2 separate regions of the Zea mays genome follow, and region 1 is linked to region 2. The links are chromatin contacts, called in public Hi-C maps. All regions are on one chromosome and are shown on one strand. Each heading gives the region's core, a stretch centred on a gene start, on an enhancer-like site or on the middle of the called end of the contact. The rest is flanking DNA. Distances are from core to core; before and after follow the strand shown.

What was found. A called contact is a pair of places that touch in the nucleus more often than the background predicts.
Region 1: a Hi-C map of ear shows a contact between it and region 2, with 3 times the contacts expected there. The contact joins the promoter of LOC109939298 here to the promoter of LOC118473561 in region 2. A contact is called at or near these places in 3 of 25 Hi-C or Micro-C datasets (ear, leaf and tassel).

What each region holds. Positions count from the first base shown.
Region 1 is chr10:81,453,641-81,457,809 of Zm-B73-REFERENCE-NAM-5.0, reverse strand. It overlaps LOC109939298 (protein ALP1-like), which reads right to left and starts at 2,475. Exons shown (of 4, transcript XR_004853179.1): 1 at 1-2,475. It overlaps LOC100286339 (snRNP core Sm protein Sm-X5-like protein), which reads left to right. Exons shown (of 4, transcript NM_001159226.1): 4 at 2,494-2,831. The coding sequence ends at 2,613.
Region 2 is chr10:81,067,030-81,071,022 of Zm-B73-REFERENCE-NAM-5.0, reverse strand. It overlaps LOC118473561, which reads right to left and starts at 1,561. Exons shown (of 1, transcript XM_035963402.1): 1 at 335-1,561. The coding sequence starts at 1,112. The coding sequence ends at 471.

The sequences.
Region 1 (4,169 bases), core at 1,226-3,725, 390 kb before region 2:
AAGGGGCCCTTCTCATCCTAAGTAAGTCAACACACTCAACATCAGTGGATTCATAAATGAATCTCAGGTTGTTTTGTCTCTCTTGGTCTCTTTGGTGCATTGGGCCATAAGTGATAGACCTCCTAGCATGTAGTCGGTGCCTCAACCATGCATCCAACCAGGCTGACATAACTGCTACAAGGACCACAGCCTTTGCAATTAGCCGCCGACGTGCAATAGTAGGATCCATTGCTAGAGTAATAAAATAGAAAAGGAGATTAGAGGTCTAAGTTTGGCTTAGATGTACTGTGCTAGTTGCTAAAAGTAATTTCATAGAACATTGATCTATAGCTCAGATGCACACTAGCATCATAGAACATTGATCTATAGCTCAGAGGCACATTAGCATCATAGAACATTGATCTATAGCTCAGAAAATATATGATCAAGCATGGTAAATAGTAATGTGCCAGTTGCGAATATATAAAACAGATTCTTACACGAGCCACGGCTGCGACATCCAAGAGATGCGCCACCCAGAGGCATTAAAGCATCATATACCATTGATCGACAGCTCAGAGACTAATAAACAAGTATAGATATATTCAAAAGTAACCATATAACTCAGCTCAACACATAGAACATTGATCTATAGCTGAGAAAATATATGATTAAGCATGCTAAATATTAATGTGCCAGTTGCAAATATATATAAAACAGATTCTTACAAAAACCACGGCTGCGACATCCAAGAGATGCGCCACCCAGAGGTACTGCTTGTGCCCAGCAAGAGTAACCATAGAACTCAGCTCAACATAGAACTCAGCTCAACATAGAACTCAGCATAGAACTCACCCAGAGGTACTGGTTGGTTGCTCAGAGACTAATAAAAAAGTAACCATAGAACTCAGCTCAACATCATTGATCCTAGGTACTGCTTGTGCCCAGCAAGAGTATGTAGATTTTGTTAATAAATATGTCATCTTGTTAATATACAGGTAACCAAACAACATGAACCATCTGATTTTTGCATCCCATGGATCTTGCATCCTCATATACAGGTAACAAAACGGATCACTAAGGGTGACAATCCAAGTAAATTATAGATTTTCTTGAAGAAATGCGTGTTCTAAACCAGATCAGAGCAACCAGATCAGAGCAACCAATACGAAACTGGATCCACAAATCCAGATCTGAGCAACCAATACGAAAATCATATTTGAGCAAGCACAAAATCGTATCTGAGCAACCAGATCCAGGGGGAGGGCAAGAAAAAGTGTCAAACCTCCGTACCTTTGACAGCGGAGGGAGAGCTCGACGGAGAGAGGGAGAGCTCGGCACAGACAAGTGATGGCGACGACACCGATGGAGATCTCGAGGGAGAGGGAGAGCTCGAGGGAGAGAGGGAGAGCTCGGCACAGACGAGTCACGGCGACGACACCGATGGAGATCTCGAGGGAGAGGGAGAGGGAGAGAGGGAGATCTCGAGGGAGAGAGGGAGGGCGAGTGGAGATGGCGTACCCGGCCGAGGCGGCGCCAAACCCTAGCACGCGGGATCCAGCTCGAGGGAGAGAGGGAGGGCGAGTGGAGATGGCGTACCCGGCCGAGACGACGGCAAACCCTAGCACGCGGGATCCAGCTCGAGGGAGAGCTCGGGAAACCCTAGCACGCGGCGCTGCGCGAGCGAATGCGCCTGCGAGCGAGCTGCCGCGCGTGGGGAGCCTGGCTACGGAGCGACGCCCAAAATGGCCGTATGAGCCGGGCCTGGTTGAGAGGTGGGTTTTGCAGCAAGCGAGACAGGCTCCGACCCCCACACAGGTAACCAAACAACATGCACCATCTGATTTTTGCATCCCATGGGTGTTGCATGCTCATATACAGGTAACCAAACAGGTGGTATGCAAACCGACATGGGTAGCTGCTCGCTCAATCGGTTTCTGGTTGCCACTCTGCAAGCAGACACTGAAGTTGATATACGTGCTGGATTCCGCCTTCGACTTGCTTGATACATTATGCAAACCGACATGCTTGCTACTTATGGGGGGGTGTGTGTGTTATTTGGGGGGACCTTATTAATTAGTCCTGTTGGCAGGTAGGGTGCTGTTTTAGTTGGCATTTATTTAGGCTACTGAAGTTGGTTGGACTACATTTCTGCAGGTGGGGTGGGTGTTGGGAACACGAACAATACTGCTTAGTCATAGATACATAGCGTACAGTAATACTGCTGGAGTGTGGTTTTCATGCGTACGAGATGCTCGAAGTAATCTCGAAGCAAAGCAGTGCTTATATATTCATGTATCCTATTTTGTGTGTAGGAGATAGCTCTTTGTGGTCAGCTTGGTGAACGCACTGCAATGCTGTGCTGCATCCTTTTTTTCTGAGTAGGCTATTGGAAGCATCCCATCCATTGCAGACCGCACTTCTTTTTTTTGCAATGCTGTTTGCTGTAGGAAGTAACAGTGAACTATTGACGCTGAACATGCTGTTAACGGTCGAATTATTTTCCTTTGGCAGCTGTCAGTGCGGAACTGCTTCATCCGGGGCTCGGTGGTGCGGTACGTGCTGCTCCCGCAGGACGGCGTGGACGTGGACATCCTGCACGACGCCACCAGGAGGGAGGCGCGCGGAGGCTGATCGGCATCGGCATCGGCCCCCCTCACCTGTGCTGCTTCTCCCCCGGGGAGGAGATTGATCTGCCTTGCCCTGATCTCGTCTGGTTGTACGAAACATATGCTGATCTGAGTGGCCCCAACTCCCCCAGCACACACTTGATCCACCACCCACCCAGCTCCCTGCCTGGTACTTGCATGTTCCTTGCTGTGTGTGTGTGTGTTCAGCACACACTTGATCCACCACCCACCCAGCTCCCTGCCTGGTACTTGCATGTTCCTTGCTGTGTGTGTGTGTGTTCAGCACACACTTGATCCACCACCCACCCAGCTCCCTGCCTGGTACTTGCATGTTCCTTGCTGTTTGTGTGTGTGTCTGTCAGTCAGTAATGCTGTTTGACCAAGAGGGTTAGCGTAACCGAACAAGCCCTAACGGAGTAACGGACGCTGTAGCGGTTGATGAATCACAAGAGTCCCAATGTAAGCGGGGTTGAATCACAAGAATCCCAAGGGATGTCAATGGCGAATTACCCGTCAGGGGATGGCTCACTATCCCTGCCTTTGTCCTTGCGGACGCTCATGAGGAAGATTTTTCTTCCATCCTCGACAGGGAATCTGTCTCCACTAGAAAATACAATAGCTAGAGGTTAATTCGCTAGAGGGAAAATACAATAGCTAGAGGTTAATTCGCTAGAGGTTAATTCGAACCGATTATATTAAAATTGAATAAAGAATATTTTAAATTATAAAAGATATCTACGTTAGAGTGTAGTTTGCTATTTTATAACAGACCGTATATTAAATTTTTAGTATAATTTTAAAATATTAACGGACCAATTTAGATGAAGGGAAGTTTGCAGTGTGGGAAACGGGGAAGAGGAATAGTTTCGCATCGTGGGCAACAATTCCCTCCATTTCAACCCTCGTGGTATAGGTGTACATTCAGGCTGTCCGGCCCAAGCCCGAAAAGATCCGTATTATTTGAATTTCGTGTCGGCCTGGTCCGTTTGAATTTCGGGCCGTACCGGGCCGGCCCATGGGCCTAGCCCACGGTCTGTCCCATAATTGCTTAAACGTGCCGGGCTTATTTCGGGCGGCCCAAATTCACATTAGAGCTCGAAATTCACATCAGAGCCCGATTCAAAACAAATTTAATAAAACAAATAAAAGATAAGACAAATAAATTTGACCAAAAGCAAACTTAATATTTGTATTAAGTTACCAGAGCTATGCAATGACTATCTTGTTTGTAAATCATTTTGTTAGAAAGAAAAAGAGTATAATCAGCTCTATATAAAGTTCGTAAGTTCAGTTCATTATCTAATATTCATAACAAAAATAAAATTACATCACATACTCTAATTCAAAGCTACAAAAAACATCTAACTAACATTATATCTAGCTTTGTGTTCTTTACCAAGTACATGAAAGTGTGGAATGAAGTGTAATTTTAATAAATATATGGGCCTTTTCGTGCCTCTATATGGACCATTTCGTGCCTGCCTTAAACGGGCCGTGCTCGTGCCCGCTCATGGGCCGCGACCTCGGCCCAAACCTGGCCTGATATATCGGGCTGTGCCG
Region 2 (3,993 bases), core at 312-2,811:
TTTTCGGTTCTAATCCTTAATGGATTTGTTCCATTCAAGTCTTCGTCCCCTAGTCCCATTTCTGAAATAAAATTTGAAAATAAAAAAACGTGAGTGAATTAATCCCCGACCAGAATTCTGTTTGTTTTCGTACCTTAGTTTGGGAGCTAAAATACCGGAAAGGATTGGAGGGGAAAAATTCCCTTTCTTATTCAAAATTGAATAAGAAGATTTTTGCCCTCACAATCCCCTCCTATTTTTCCGATTTTGTGACTCCCAACTAGCCCGTAGATTACCATCCAACGAGAAAACTAGTCAATTACCATCCAACGAGAAAACTAGTCATGGTATTTCCTATATATGAAAGCCGGTTCAAACCGAGCTCTCTCGCGATGTCCACGTCGCCCAGAGTGTTCTGACACGTTCGATTTCTAATCAACGGGGCACTGGCCTCCACCCCTCGTTGAGCACTCCCCCTCCACAGTCTTGCCCTAGAACCTTCTCGATGCTTCTCTCGCCCTCGCTCGGGAGGCCGCGACCCATCCCTCGTACGGGGCCGGCCCCTTCTTCTGCCGCCCGCACCAACCCTCCGCCAACAACTCCCTGCCCTGCTCGCACCAACCCTCCGCCCCTAGCTCCCCGCCCCGCCCGTACCAACCCTGCGCCCTCGAGCTCCCTGCCTCGCCCAGCTCGTGGAGGCGAGCAGATGCTTGAACATTTAATCCACCCTCCTCCAACTCCCTGGGCACGGCGGTGGCGGCGCGCCGGTGCATGGCCGGCTCGAGGCGGGATTGGATGAATTGAGGAGCGGGATAGGTACACGGTGGAGTGGGACGCAAGGACGTTGAGGTGAGATGGCCAAAGCAGAAGGTGTCGTCACAGCCGCAGTCGGAGCACAACAGACAATGGGAGTGGTGGCACGCCGGAGATTGGAGACACTCATCGTCCATGGAATGGGGCACATGGTAGCGGACGAGGGAGGGCCATAGTAGAAGGTGTCTGCGCTGAAGATCTTTGGCTCCCATCTCGCCGGCTGCAGCGAGGCGCCATGCTTTGAGGGTTGCTCCGCCACGCAGATGCTCTCCGACATCCACTTCCAGCGCGCCTGGGTCCAGGTCCCAAATTAATCTCATCTTTCTCCTTTCTCCCCCACCTGCATTTTGTCCATTTTTGGTTTGGATTTGCAGGGTGTGATCCTGCCTGTCAGCGAACTACAACAAAGCTGGCAGACGACCCTTGAGGAAATGATAGGTCCTGTGTCGTCGACCTTTTCGTCGTGCCAAAATAAGCAGAGAGACGATTCTAGCGGCCAAGTATGTTGGCTCTAAATGGTTCTTTTGATCCTGCTTTATGTTTGCATCGCTCTCACATTGTTGAAATAGTATTCAATTTAGTAAAAAAAACTCAACACCCGCATGTGTAAGACAACCTCTGTGCATATAGAAGAAACGCATGTGGATAAAACTCCCATAGATAGCGACATAGTTAACCACAAGAGATTTAGGCTGGTTTTGAGCTTGTCCTTTGGCATGAGACAAAAAGGGATATTTTTAAACAACACACAATATTATTCAATTATGTTCTATGATTCTATTATTCTTAATTGTCTTGAAGCGTGACTATATGCATAGATGTTATTCCCTCCGTTGTAAATACATGGCACATTTTTTCTGCAATAAATTACATGACACTTTATTTTTTGTCCTAAATCAATCTTCTAAAACTGACCAAGTTATTAGGAAAATGTATTAGCATCTACAGGTTCAAATAAATGCATTATCAAAGAGTTTAATAAAACTAATTTGATGTTGTCGATGTTGTTGGTTTGGTGCATTCTCCTATACATTTCATCAAAGATAAAAAAAATTAAAGTAAGACAAAGCTAACTATAATTTGGTCCAGGGAGTATTACGTTTGTGTTCTATAAATGGTAGGTTGTTTTCTTACTTTTTTTGTTTGTGTTAAGATGAATAAGCAGTTCCCTAATTGCTTCAGTCGTCGGGGTAACAAAAGGACGTGGTCCATATGGCACCTGTTCACGAATAGACGTGGCCCACGATCTCAACTATCAACAGACGTGTCTCCTCTGTACGTCGGTGCCTTCAGGCATCTCTCCATGTATAAATATCAGTTGCAATAAAGAAGAAAGACAGGGATTCGTCCACTATTCATTTGTCACATACAGTTTCACTTTATTACACGTCATCAGCACTTGCTTTTACAAAAGAGAGCAAAGGCCAAAACAAGAACAGCGGAGGCAAGAAGTTCTTCATCAAAAGAAAAGAAAAACAGTCGGGTACGCAATGATCTACAAAGATCTTTCTGTTGCCCTTCTTACCTTCATCCCTCGGTTTTTGAACGGTGGCCATCGTCGCCGGCGAGGCGCTGACTTTGTCGCACGTCGTCTTCTACGTGCTGCGCATCGACATGGTCGCCACCATGCCAAGAAGCGCAGCAAGAAGGACACCCGGGCCACACTTGACCCTGAGCGCGTCCGCCGGACCGGTGGTGATCCTGGCGCAGGTCCCAGCAACGCTACGGCACCTGCTGCACCGCCGCAGCAACCGCCAGCGCCACGCCAAGACCGATGGGTGTGTCCTCCATCGCCTTCGCTGGAGCGGGTTGCAGAGCGGTTGCGTGAGTCCGAGACCCAGCAGCCGCTCCGTCCGATGCGGTACTGCCCCCTCCATGGATGGGGGCCGTGTCCTGCTCGCCAACTGCGTGCTCCTCCAGCGGATGCAGACACTGCCACCCCCGCTGTTAGATCGAGCGGACTGCTCGTTCAAGTCACCTCTCCAGCGCGCCCTCGTGCTCGGACACGGCTGACTGCGCGGAAATCAACCGGCCCTCGTGGTCGCCCCGTCGGCCAGATCGCATCCACGTCTACTGCGACGGTTGCCGTCGACGCCACCTCTTCCTCCTCCGACGATGAGAGGATCGCCTTAGTCCTCGGCGACGGGGTGCAGCAGCGACTGCCTACCCCGACTCCCGATGACGGCCCATCCGGAACGGTCTCACCGTCGACGCTCTTGAGCCCGAGCGGCAACAGGGTGGTACGTCGGCTGGCGCACCACCTCTCTCCACGGCCACTCGCGCCGGGGTCGTGGTCGGCAACAGCGAGACCGTCCGACGATGACGATGTCTGTGAGCGCTCGCGCTCACCGCCTCGTCGTCTTCTCTAAACGGGCTCGCCCGGCCTCGGGTGCACGCGCCGCGGGCGGCTCCCTGGCGCGCCCCGGCAGCACGCGGCTCGCCCGGCGTGGCGGCTGAAGCGGCAGCACGCTCGCCCGGCGCGGCGGCTGGCCCGGCGCGGCGACTGGCCCGGAGCGGCAGCACGCTCGCCCGGCGCGGCGGCCCGCCTCTGCAGCTCGCGGCACGGGCTCGCTCGGTCTGTGCAGCTCGCGGCGCGGCAGCGACCACCCGCTCTGCGCGGCCCGGCCTCGACAGCGGCGTGGCCCGGCCCCGGCAGCCGGCGCGGCGGCTCGCCCGCCCCGGCAGCAGGCGGCGCGGTGGCTCGCCCGACGCGGCAGCACGCGGCCCGGCGCGGCGGCTCGCCCGCTCCGGCTGCACGCGGCGCTGCGCGGCTGCTCGCCCGCGCCCGGCAGCACGCAGCCCGGCCTCGGCAGGGCCCGCGGCGGCGCGCCCTGGCCTGCGCGGCGGCTCGCCAGGCACGGCGCGGCGGCTCGTCGAGGGTCCCCGGCGCGACGGACGGACGGATGCGGAGCACCAGACCTGCACGGTCTTCCCCGGCCACGGCGGCTCCAGCAACAGGCCCAAGGCGGCTGCAGTTTGGAAACAAGGGTGCCCGGCGGCTGCAGTTTGGAAACAAGGGTGCCCGGCGGCTGGCTGTGCCCAAGGCGGCGGCTCGTGGGGAGTTAGGGTTTCAAACCCTAACTGCCACCCCTTTAAAAAAATGCCACGCAGGCCTTAACCTGGGCCTACCAGCAGGCCCATGTGCCTGTAGTTTTCCATTTTTTATTTTTATCTTAGCTATTTTCAGTTTTTCTAAATCCT